Regions from separate parts of the Zea mays genome. Here region 1 is linked to region 2. The links are chromatin contacts, called in public Hi-C maps. All regions are on one chromosome and are shown on one strand. The core of a region is the stretch at or near the end of the contact, and the rest is flanking DNA. Distances in the headings are between cores, read along the strand shown. Region 1 holds the start of LOC100283454 (serine/threonine-protein kinase Haspin). Region 2 holds the start of LOC100193408 (calcium ion binding).

Region 1 (6,114 bases), core at 3,456-5,955, 270 kb after region 2:
GCAATTAATAGTGCAAATAGCTATTTTTAATTTTCATTTTTTATTTGAAAATGTCTTTCAAACAAACTGTGTTTCTTTGTTTGATTATATTGGTCCAATTTGCAGCGAGCTCTCGTGTCGGTGTTCTAAAACCGCTGACTACGTGCTTTACGCATTTGGTGCGGATGGTATGCAAGACGAAAGACACAAAGATTTTATACTGGTTTCGACCGAAAGTCACTACGTCGAGTAACTTGTGTTATCTTACACTATGTTTGTAATATGGGTTACAAACTGAGCGAGAGGACGAATTACCAAGCCTCGAGGTGGTTGCTGTGAGGGACTGTAAAGGACCGGGTTTGCATCCGATATGTAGAGATTTTTTTTCTATCTTGAGGGTGTTTGGTTGATTGGTTCTATCCAACTAAAGTTTAATCCCTGTCACATTAAATATTTGAATGGTAATTATGGATGTTGAATATATTCCAATTATAAAGCTAATTACATGATGACTAAATGACAAGCACATAATTAAACCTATATTTAATAGGCATAATGGATATATTTAAATATTTGATGTGACACAAATTAAACTCATATATAGTCAGGGGAGCATGTATCTAGGTTATATAGAAAAATTAATAGAGTTAGTCACCTCATGTTTACGAAGGGCTTGCCATTGCTGCCCTCTAGTCATGTCACTCTAACCTAACTATACTAGGAGGCTCTTGGTCTTGCGGAAAGGTGTTTAGTGAGGAGGAATCTCTTAGTGCTAGTTTGGGAGCCAAAAGAGCATCTCCAAAAGCTCACCAGAAGTTTCTCCTAAATCTAGTTTTTTGAAAAAACACAAAAACGTGTGTCTAATAGTCCCCCTAAAGCGTTCCCAATTTTTTCATAGCCCTTAAAACTCCCTTATTTGTAGGGGTTTTTTGGGCTCCCCAGAAACAATTTACCGCTTTAAGGGATCTGTTGGAAAAAGGATTAAAATCAACCCCAACTAATTATTTAGATGTCCCTTAAAATTGATTTTGAGGAGTCATTTTCTAGGGAGCTCTTGGAGATGCTCTAAGAAGGGGATTTTAGCCCCTTCAACCCCCTTCAATATTTTAGCTTCCAAATTAGTCCTTAGGGAGTGTTAGCCTATGAGTTCTCTCCTCCTTCACATGTCTTGTCTAGAACGTTTGACTACCTTACGTCTATGGATCATGGCTCGTGGGTCCTTGTTGTTTTTGGAAGGGGCAGGTGGTTGGACGTCTCTAAAGTCCTTCTTATTGTACCTACCTTGTACGACACACGTCTAGCTAGGAGTGTGCATCAAGTGGTCAGAGGGCCATAAATGTGTCAACCATACATAGAGATTCATGGTACCTCTGAACCGCGACGACATAGAGTTTTATCAAGGTTATACGATTTACATTGATCTAGCTTAGGGCGACATCAGTTAGATCTGCTTGGTCGGGATGACTAGGCCGAGGTCACTTGGGACGACCAAGGTTGGGATGATCAGGTCGGGACAATTTTGGTCGAAGCCGACCTGGTAGATGTGACTAGGTCGAAGCGGTTTTAGTTGAGGGTTGTCCTAGTTAGGACCACATTAGATTGTGCTCTTCTCTTAGAATGGGCTTTTGGGGCCATATTGGGATACCTTAATTTGGTATATGTACACATCACTCATAAAGTTATTGGGTCATTCCCTAACCCTATGCAGTTTACCGCCATGAGTTGCATTGGGTGGCTGAACATGCAACCCCAGTACCCCACAATCAAGGAAAGATCCTCTTCCATCTCCATCTCCACAGCAAGGGATCCATCCTTTAGCTTAGAATTCTTCACGCCACACTCCGCACTAGCATCCTATGCCATACGCTTACGCTAGTGGCAAAGCTAGAGTGAATCAGAGGAGTGTGCAAATGTCTTGAGGGTGCATAGTGCTAACATATAGGTGGTGCATATATGGTGAAAATTTGGTCTAAACCACTGATTTTATTAATTTTCGTGGGTGCATATGCATCTGCAGACTCAAACCTAACTTCGCCCCTGGCTTAAGCAAGCTAGATAGAGAGCCACTGGTCTTGTTTGGTATAACTTATTTCACAGCTTCTTCATGAATTTAAGTAGAAGTTGTACCATACAAGACGTTTCTATAGCAGCTTATTAGTGTAACTACGAACTAAAAACAGACGATAAGTTGCTTTTCCAGTAATTGTGCAAATTAGGACCATTGTGCTCCTCCTTTGTCACCCCTAAGTTCATGTGACTTCCTTTTAAAGGTGGACCCCCATTGGAGGAAGGTTTTAGATTATTTTGAGATTGCATAGTATCACGCAAATACTCACAAAACATTACATAAATTCTATCCCGATAATCATCTTCAAAGACTGGGCCAACAAATTTTAAAAATTGACGAAGTCATCACACACGTCTGGTTATCAGTGGAAAGAAGGTGTTAAATGTTGTGGATGCAACTTAGATGAATCCATTCAACACTTTTTCTTTGACTGCCATATGGCTAGATGTGTTTGGAGAGCTGTACAAATTTCATTTAACATTATTCCACCTTCGTGCATCCAACATATGTTTGGCACTTGGCTAAAAGTTTGAATTCTAGACTTAAGAGTCTGACTTGGGTTGGAGCTAGAGATGGCAATGGGTAAATACCCACCGGGTATTACTACCCCATACCCATACCCACGACAAAAAAATAACCCCATCGGGTCACCCATATACACTGGTGGGTATGGATTTACCCCCATACCCATTGGTATGGGTCACCCATCAGGTCATCCATACCCACAAAAAATAAACATCTATCAAAATATTATATTATACAAATGTCAAGTATATCCATCTAAATACCATTGTAAAATTTCTAGCATTATTTAATCATTAGTTCAACACACCGAAGATAAATGGATAAAGTAGTAACACTAGGACAATACTGCATATCACATTACATGTTCCATTACATGGTCATTAAATTGTCGTTAAGCCTTCTATGACATTATGGCCTAAAAGGTTGTTAAATAGTAAAAAAGATGGATGATTAAAGTCCAAGTTCATGCTTGGGCTAAGTTTATATTGGGTATTTATACCCACGGGTTAACGGGTATGGGTGAAGATGGAACGTTCTAATACCTGCTGACCCATTGGGTGAAGATTTTTTATCAATAACAGACCCACGGCCACGGGTAGAATATTTAGCCCGCATACATACCCTAATGGAGTAAATACCCATCTGGTATCGGGTCGCGGGTACCCATTGCCATCTCTAGTTGGAGCATGTGCTCTCTGTTGGGCTATATGGTAAGCCCTATTGGGCTATATGGTTAAACCGTAATGATGTGGTTTTTAATACTGCACAAATTTTCACTCCCTTGCAGGTCACCTCTAGAGAAACACATTGGACAAGATTCTGGACACTGTTGTAGAAGGAGGAGGACAGACCTCAAGTAAAATGGGGCTGTCATGTGCTTGAGACTATAATGATGGAGATCTTTTCAAATTTTCAAATGAAGTACGATCTAATTATAATTTAAACGAAAACGGTATCCCTGACGAGGACTTATCTACGCGATGAACGGGGATAAGGAAGAATTGTCTTTCACACGTGTTTGTGAGATCTCCGTGGGGATTTTTTTTTTTGTTGCGAGGACGAGTATGGAGTGCTAAAATAGGAGCCATCACTAGTTGAACAACGGCAGGAAGCTACTTGTTCAGTAGTTCGTCCGCTGTGATTTCGAAAGGCGCCGCTAAGACACTGACAGGTCCACGAGATTTGCCCCAGTGAGGTCGACACAATCCTCGTCCAAGAAGCGCCGCACTAGCTGAACAACGGCAGGAAGCTACTTGTTCAGTAGTTCGTCCGCTGTGATTTCGAAAGGCGCAGCTAAGACATTTGACAGGTCCACGGGATTTGCTACAGTGAGGTCGGCACAATCCTCGTCCAAGAAGTGCCGCTAAGGGCCCGTTTGGCACAGCTCCAGCTCCTGATTCTAAGCGAGGATCTGGAGAAGCCGTGCCAAACGGGTATTTTTTTAAACTGATTCTCGTGTGGAGCCGAAAGATTTGGAGTCGTTTTTGTGAAGAAAGGTAGGATCTAAAAAAACCTGCTCCACCCTCCCTTAAAACAGCTCCTCAACCAACCAAATATGAACCTCCCCTTAAAGTTTGATCGAAATTACCCGCAATTGCCATTGGACAAAAACATAACGAGCCAATTTATGGATTAAACATTTGAGACCATTTTATGCACTACTATGATGGAAATATTTTATATGTTATTGTTTCATAATTTTTTTCCGTATATGCATCCTACTTATTGGTTTGTAACAAAGTTAAACTGCAAAGGGTAAAACAGACAATCGCCACAGACCACCAACTCTCAGCAGACAAGAATCAGTTTACTTGCCAAACGGTTTTAAAAATGATTCTGATTCTCTAGAAGAATCAGGAGGATCAGCTCCTCACGAGGATCAGGATCTGAAGCTAAAGAAGCAGGAGTTGGAGCTTTGCCAAACGGGCCCTAAGTAATAGACAGCCACAAAAGATCCGCTCCCGTGAGTCTGGCCCAAGCCTCTCGGGTCCACAAAACCTCACTCCACTGTCTACTCCGCCGAGCCGACCACTGCACCCCGCGGCCCCGCCGCTCCGCTCGTCTGCCCTGGCGTCGCCATCGGCCATTCCAACGGCCGCGGAATTCGAATTCATTCATACGCATTCCAGAGTCCAGACTCATTTCAAACTACCCCGCCGCTCCGCCTCGACCCTCCCCTCCTCCCCAATCCCGCGCCCTTCCACCCTCCCGCCGAAAGCCCAGCCCGGATGGCGTCTCTAGAAGGTACGCGCTCGCCCTGTCCGCTCCGCGGGGAGATCGCGCCGTCCGCTAACCCGCTTGACCTTCTCCTCGCGCAGGCGACCGGTGGTCGGAGATCGTGGCCAGCGGCCGTGCCCGGCCGCCCCGCGTTGGCGTCGTGTACGGTCGTCGCCTGGTCGAGGAATCGTCCGGCAGGGCCAACATGGAAACGTAAGAGCGCTCCTGGCCGCTGCCAATCGTTCGTTCGTTCGCCGGCTTGGCACTGGTTTTGTGGATTTAGGGCTGCCTCTGCTGTGATTAGGTGACGCGTTTTCCTGTTCCCGCAGGAGAGCCAGCTTCAGTGGCCTGCGGCGCCCGAGCTTCGTGCCGCGCAAGCGAACCAGCTGGAACCGGTCGCTTTCCATCAGGTGCGCCTTGCTTACATTTCTCGTTCTCTTCAGTAGCAGATATGTTCATGTGACGCACAACTTCACTTTCACTAATTCACTTTACAACGCTTCCATTAGACACTGTCTCCAGTAATGTCACTGGAGACCAATTCCTTTACAAAGTCTGGTGGATGGGTCCAACATCTTTTACCTGAATCGAGGGCTCGAGGCATTCCCCATTTCCATTACACATATAGCGAAATAAGTCAGTTACTCTGATAGTTCAGAGAAATGAAATGAGAAAAAAAGGAGATAACAGAACATGAACCTAACAGCCCCCTTTCATCTATTGCAATCTGATTCAGGCGTCATAGCTAGACAGAGAACGACTGACCACAGAGCACTACACGGCTACACGCATTCAGGTTTACAGATAAACAAAGAACGACACCAGACCCAGTACAACAGCATCTTCAGGTGCATCTGTCAGATTCCTGGTCATCATCACCTTGGTGATCCATATCCCTCAGCTTCTTCAACACCACCTTTGGTTGATCTTTATCAGCAAGGATTCTTGACTCGGTCTGAAGCATGGTGTTCACCCCTTCCAGTAGTCCTTCTTTGCCCATTTCAGCGTAAACAACCTGTCCAATAAAGCATAAGAGCGCATGCATAACAAATAATCACAAAAAGATGTTTCACAAACTTTCCCCTCAAAGCATGCTTTATTTCTTGTTTTCCAAATGGCACAGCACAACGCTGCATTGCCTAACGCGTGGAATTTCTGTCCACCCGGAATCCAAAGATCACACCATCTCCACGTTTGATGTAGATTCTTAGGGACATGATCTGCTCCAAAGCATTTAGCTGTAACTGACAACATAACCTTGGCCATGTTACAGTTGAACAACAAATGTGGGATATTTTCCATTTGATTACAGAAAATGACATGTA
Region 2 (5,997 bases), core at 3,064-5,563:
GTCAAATAAAAAACACCCGGTAAAAAAAACACTCTGCAAAGAATCATTTTACCGGGTGTTTTATTTTTAACACTTGGCAAAAAGTTTCTTTGCTGAGTGTTTTTTACCTAGGGTTTAATAGCTTCATTTTTAAAGAGTTTCTTTGCTGAATGTTTTGAATAACTAAAGGCTAGTTTGATAACTTTATGTTTTCAAGTGATTTATATTTTTCGAAGAGAAAATGAACTAATTTTTCTAGGAAAATGAAAATTTCTTAAAAAATGAGATAGCTAGCTACTTGATCTCCTCCAAGCAACACGTATGCCATAGCCAGTAATTATTATTATTGTTATTATAATATATATAAGTAGTAGGGAGGAGCGACATGAGCGATGAGGGTAATGCCAAAAGGACCTAGCTATAGCTAGCAAGTAGCAAGGCAAAGCTTCTCTCTCAGCTGCTGGCGACCATCTTCACCTTCTTCTGATCTTCTCTCCAGCAGGCAGCTGGACTGGAGCACCCACATTCACCTGCCTGCACTGCTCCTGGGCACAGATATCCATGCATATATGCATATATAATGATGAGAGAGGGAGAGTGCTCTGGCCGTACGCCGTCCTCTGGCTAGTGGCTAGGGCAGGGAAGGGGGAGAGAGTGTGGGGAAGAAGAGAGCCACAGCCAGCCAGCGGTCTATGCAGCAGGAGGCAGTGGCCTGACCCACACAGGAGAGAGAATATTTGAACGGAGTACCCACCGATGCATGATGCACCTCTCGAGCTACAGTGATGAATGCTCCGAGGGAGCTTGCATGGGGTTCACTGAACTTGCAGTACTGTGTACAACGCTAGTCACAAGCACTCCCTGCTAAATATCCTATAGCTTATTGATTATACATTACATATATCACTGTGTCGCTAACACGAATTTCTACATCACTAGAAATAAGACAAGATGCTCCACATTCTCTCTTTTTCTAGGAATGACAGAGCTAGTATAACTGATGCTGTTAACACAAGTACAAATAGCAACAGAAGCAGCAAGTAATGTATCTCATCCAGTATTCCAGTTGATAGCTCCTCCAACAGCAGTTACATGCTATACATACACGACAGTCTCCCACCACCTAGTAAACTTTTTTTAAAACAAATGAAGTAAAACAATCCAATTGAACACTGTAGCTGAACAAAAGAGCAGTCACATCTGATGTTCAAGCTTAGACTTCAGACAACATTCGCTTTCTCTGTTCCTCTCCTGTCATGCCATATATAGTTCATGCATCCATCTCAAGCTATTATGTCATCTCATAAATGGCATGTAATTGGTCATCTTTGTGAAACCTTTAAGATCAGTGATACAGTTAGACCCAACTTGCTTGGGACTAAAAAGTTTAGTTGTTGATGTCGTTGATATAGTTGGACCTAAGCATCTATGAATACAAAACAGCTGCCGTCAGTCATCTGTATAAACTGGTTCCCGCCAGTCTTTGGTATTCTTTTTTGGATCGTCGCAGAGAGCAAGATCTTCATCGAACTCTTTCATTGTCTTCACAAACGTCCTCGCACCTTGCATTATCAACCTTTCCACCATGAACAGCTGATAGTTGTTCTTGACTATCGGATTCAATATGCTGCTGAAGTTAGATGAATATGCCAGCCTGTACCTGCATGCACAACGTGCCACCATAAGAGACAAACAATGTCATAGCTTGTCTCAAGAGAGCACATGCAAATATAATGCTGCATTGCTGACTGCTGTGCAAATATTACTTTTATATTAGCAGTCCATGGTGATAGTTACTTGGGAAAGATGAAACCATCCATCACTCAGGGGATATTTTAAACATTTGAAATATATTACTTAGGTAATCATTCAGGAATACAGTTCCTGAAAATAATAGAAATCATTAAGCATTGGTCAAGCAGTAATACATACTAGAACCAAAGCATAGTTTGGTACAACATCTAGTTGAGAGACAGCTCTCCCAGGCTCAAACCAGGACGCTCACAAGTTGCCCAAACTCCAGAGGGTCTGGTATTTCCATCTATTAAGACAGCTACGGGGCGTATATACACCAATGGAGCGACGTCCTCAAATTTTTATTGATGTATGGGATACAGGTGCAAGAAGAGTAGGTGTGGGGTGCCAATATTATTTGTCTGTCAGAGATGAAAAGAAGCCAACATGTGCAAAAAGAGTAGGTACACGGTATCAGTCTTACTTGTCTGATAGAGATGAAAAGAAGCCTGGGGTCCTTTCATTTGAGGAAATGAAAAGAGTGCGACCTGGTCGAATCCACTTTGCGATTCTTTTCTTGATAAACTCAGGGCGAGTATCTCTGTCAAGATGAGGATGAAGACTTCGCTCAACTCCAAATCTATCTTTCCTATTCTTCAGTAGGTCACCTCGTCTCACATGAATAGCATCATAGTCACCAAGTATCTCTTTCATCTGAAGAGAGCACACGGATTTATAAGCAGAGAATAGCACGCTGTATTTAATAAGTCAATATTACCAAAAGAATATTGAATACACAGGAGATATTAAGTTCTCCCTGAACATCCATGCACAGATGTGCATGCTGCACCCTTTTCTATGAATAAATGTGGCATACATGACATGTCATGGAAGCATGAGAGATGAGAACATACTGAATGAAGTAATCATTCACAGCTTGCTAGCAAGTTTAAAAGGGCAGACTAGCAGGGGACAGCAGCTGCGCATGACACATAACATGCAACACTCAAATAATATAAATACTACAACAGTGTACTGTGTACAGAATAGTATAGAGACGTTCATAACAGGACGTAGAAACATGAGTGCTTCTAAGTGGGAATCTGACAAAATGCTACTCTAGTAATTGGGTACATTGAATTACTGATGGTACTACTTTCTCCATGAGGCGCAAGAAGAGATAATATTTCCACACAATAGCTAATGATAGGTTAACAGAATAAATTTCAAGAATAGAGTTTTGAGGTAAGCAAGACAATGCTGGGAAATTGTTGCTTTCCTGTGGTTTGGCGGTCACTTCCATTTCAATATTTGTAAAACAAATCAGTAAGTCAATCTCTTAATAATATACCTTGTTTGCTGCATCCCTCAGTTTCCTTGTTGCCATTGTTGGCAGAAAAGTGTATGGCAACATCACAGAACTCCGCTTGGTCCGGTCCTTGCACTCCATAAACCTGAACTGTAATGATGATTAAAGTCTATACCTGAATTTTATGCATTACATAATAGAAGTGATTGAGCGTTACTATAAAATTAAGCTATTTCTTTGGGTGCAGGTAGACTTGCAGGGAACAAGCATCCTTATTCCTTACCAAGCAAGAGGACTTGCTGTGCGGTTTATGAGGAGAGCACCAGAGTAATTTGAATTTTGTTTGAGTTCAGCTCTGCTAACCCCTTGCACATGCACCACCAAGCCATCCTCACCGAGTTTTGTACTTCTTGATATTATCTCGTACCATGACCGTGGATTATCCAAAATAACAGGTACGGTTCTTGATATGAGGTCAATATCGTATAAGGATTCCATTGCACAAGAACCTGTTTCCCACCTGCAAAGACATGGAGTTTAAGTATTGACTTGACAAAAGAAAAACAATGTGCATATGCAGGTCTGGTGCTTAAGAAGCAAAACCTTTGTTGTGAAGTTGCATTGCTTGATTGAAGGACCCCCTTTGTATTGTGCACTGAACTGAGACACATCTTTGCAGGCATGACAAGCACCCTGCAGAACGGGGCCATTGCACATTAGCATAATTCCACATTGCAAACGAATTGGTGAAATTGAAATAACAGAGCCCCTGTTTTCATCCAATCTGCTTTGGTGCTTCCTATCTTGCAATAACTGACTATCAGATCGATGCAATCTGGAATTCAGCCGACACGGCCATCTGTAGCCACCGGGCACACGTTTCTGGACGCCAAGGGAAGGGCCACCTAGCGACCTCTACCAATGCGGGAGAAGAGAAGAAGAGGGGCGAAGCGACGGCACGAAATTACCTGTCGAGGAAGAGGGCCTCCTCGAGGGCGCAGCGGAGGCTGGACTCCTGGTGCCCGAGGCCCGCGCAGGAGCCGCAGTGCTTGCCGGGGCAGTCTACGCGGCTTCCCCAGTAGAGGTACCTCCGGTTGCCGTCCCTCTTGTCGACGTCCCGGGGCCGGAACCCCAGGTAGGGCAGCGTGTCCGTGAAGGTCAGCGTGTCCGTGAAGGACAGGACGAACAGGACGGAGAGAGCCGTCGCGACAGCGATGGCGGCTAGGAGGGCCCCCTTCAGGGGTAGCGGCAGCGGCTGCCTGCGACCGCCGGTGGTCCGGGGATGGATCGCCATGGCAGGTAAGGGAATGTGCTCTTTGGCTATTTTCGCGAGTGGATACGAGGAAGAGGGCGAGGGTGAGAACAATTGCTATGGGCTGTATTGGGCTCTAGCCCCTGGGTCAGCCTAATAGCACAGTTGGGCAATTTGGACCCAATGCGCTTTTCGGCAGCCCGTGAGCAGCAGGTTATTTCAGCTACAAGTACAAGCTGTCAAGTATGTGCAAACACACTGGGCCTGGGCCAAAAGTTTTTTTTCCCGGTCACGATCAATAGTGCTTTGTTCATTTATTTTATTTAGAACCAAACATGTTGACCATATATTTCTTTTTGTAATATGGTGTGCCTTTATATTTTTTTTCTTTTTTTAGGATACAGAGTTCTTAGATACAGTATATATTGTGATGTTAAAAGTTATTTAGTCTTTACTTTCAGTTCCAGGTTGAGAAAGCTCGCAGTGGGAGATGTACATCGATCCCCGCTGACAGATAAGCCCAAAACATGCAGTCGGCACCGACATTCCCGATTTTTTTGCATTTTGGTCCTTTCTTGGAAAAAATCACGTTTAGACCCTAGAAAATTTTAATATCATTTTTGGACTCTTTGCTCGGCGCTGTAGCCTATGGCGCCGAGGTACGTGCTGCGCTGTCACAAACGGACGTCGTGACGTCGACGTGGCACCGAGCTTGGCGCCATAGATCTTGGCGCCGAGCACAATTGTGTACACAAAACCTGTCTAGCTTAGTCAGTAGAGCACAAGGCTCTTAACCTTGTGGTTGTGGGTTCGATCAACATGGTGAGTGTTTTTTATAATACTTTTTGTCTTTGTCACTGATTTGTTTTTTTGTCCAGATTTTTCGTTTATGTCGCTAATTTTGTCCGTCCAGATTTTTTTGTTTGTGACTGATTTGTTTATTCGTCCAAATATTTTTTGTTTATCCAGCGAGCACAACGGCTGTGTGCCACAGTGGCCGCGAGCCATCAACTTCCCCCTTGTTTGCTCAGCTAACCTACACCTAGGAAAATCAAACTGAACCGCAAATGGACTATAATGTTTAAAACTTCTTTTGGAAATGCAATTTAAAGATTAACATAGGAATAATAATTATGTTTCTCTTTGTCAATCAAAAAGTGATCTACAAAATAATAGCATGGTTAGATCTATGCATCGTTCCTGTCGTCGTCTCGGACCCGGGGGGTCCCTTGGACCGACCAGTGAAATCGTTGCGTGCCCCTGCCCAGATGGGTTGGCGCGGGATGGAACACAAGAGGTGGGACAAGCCTTATATTATCCTGCACCAGGGGTGCCGCTCGTAGTAGGGGTTACAAGCGCGTCGCGTGGGGGAGAGAGAGACACAGAGTTCGTCCGCCGCTTCCCCCGCGCGAACCCCCCTCAGGGTGCCCCTGGACCTCCCTTTTATAGAGGCAAGGAGAGGGTCCAGACGTACAAAGGGGGGCGTAGCTATGTGCTAATGTGTCCGGCAGTGGAGTGCCTAAGCCCTGTGTACATGCCAACGTGGCCGTTGGGGGAGAGCTTGGGCCCTGTACATGTGATGGCGTGGCCGTCGGAGGAGCGCCTGAGTCCTGTAGGAGCACAGTTGGCAGCGCGGCGAGGATCCTACTGACGTCTCCTTGCTGTCGTAAGGGGCTGAGAGCCACCGGCGTCATGGTGCACGTGGGGCACCATCATTACCCGT

What was found. A called contact is a pair of places that touch in the nucleus more often than the background predicts.
Region 1: a Hi-C map of ear shows a contact between it and region 2, with 4 times the contacts expected there. The contact joins the promoter of LOC100283454 here to the promoter of LOC100193408 in region 2. A contact is called at or near these places in 4 of 25 Hi-C or Micro-C datasets (ear, endosperm, leaf and 1 more).

Annotation. Positions count from the first base shown.
Region 1 is chr2:219,853,792-219,859,905 of Zm-B73-REFERENCE-NAM-5.0, forward strand. LOC100283454 (serine/threonine-protein kinase Haspin) reads left to right here and starts at 4,706. Exons shown (of 15, transcript NM_001156355.1): 1 at 4,706-4,816; 2 at 4,891-5,002; 3 at 5,119-5,199. The coding sequence starts at 4,801.
Region 2 is chr2:219,588,874-219,594,870 of Zm-B73-REFERENCE-NAM-5.0, forward strand. It overlaps LOC100193408 (calcium ion binding), which reads right to left and starts at 4,314. Exons shown (of 6, transcript NM_001138531.1): 1 at 3,991-4,314; 2 at 3,626-3,715; 3 at 3,306-3,542; 4 at 3,065-3,172; 5 at 2,198-2,427; 6 at 1,258-1,639. The coding sequence starts at 3,163. The coding sequence ends at 1,429.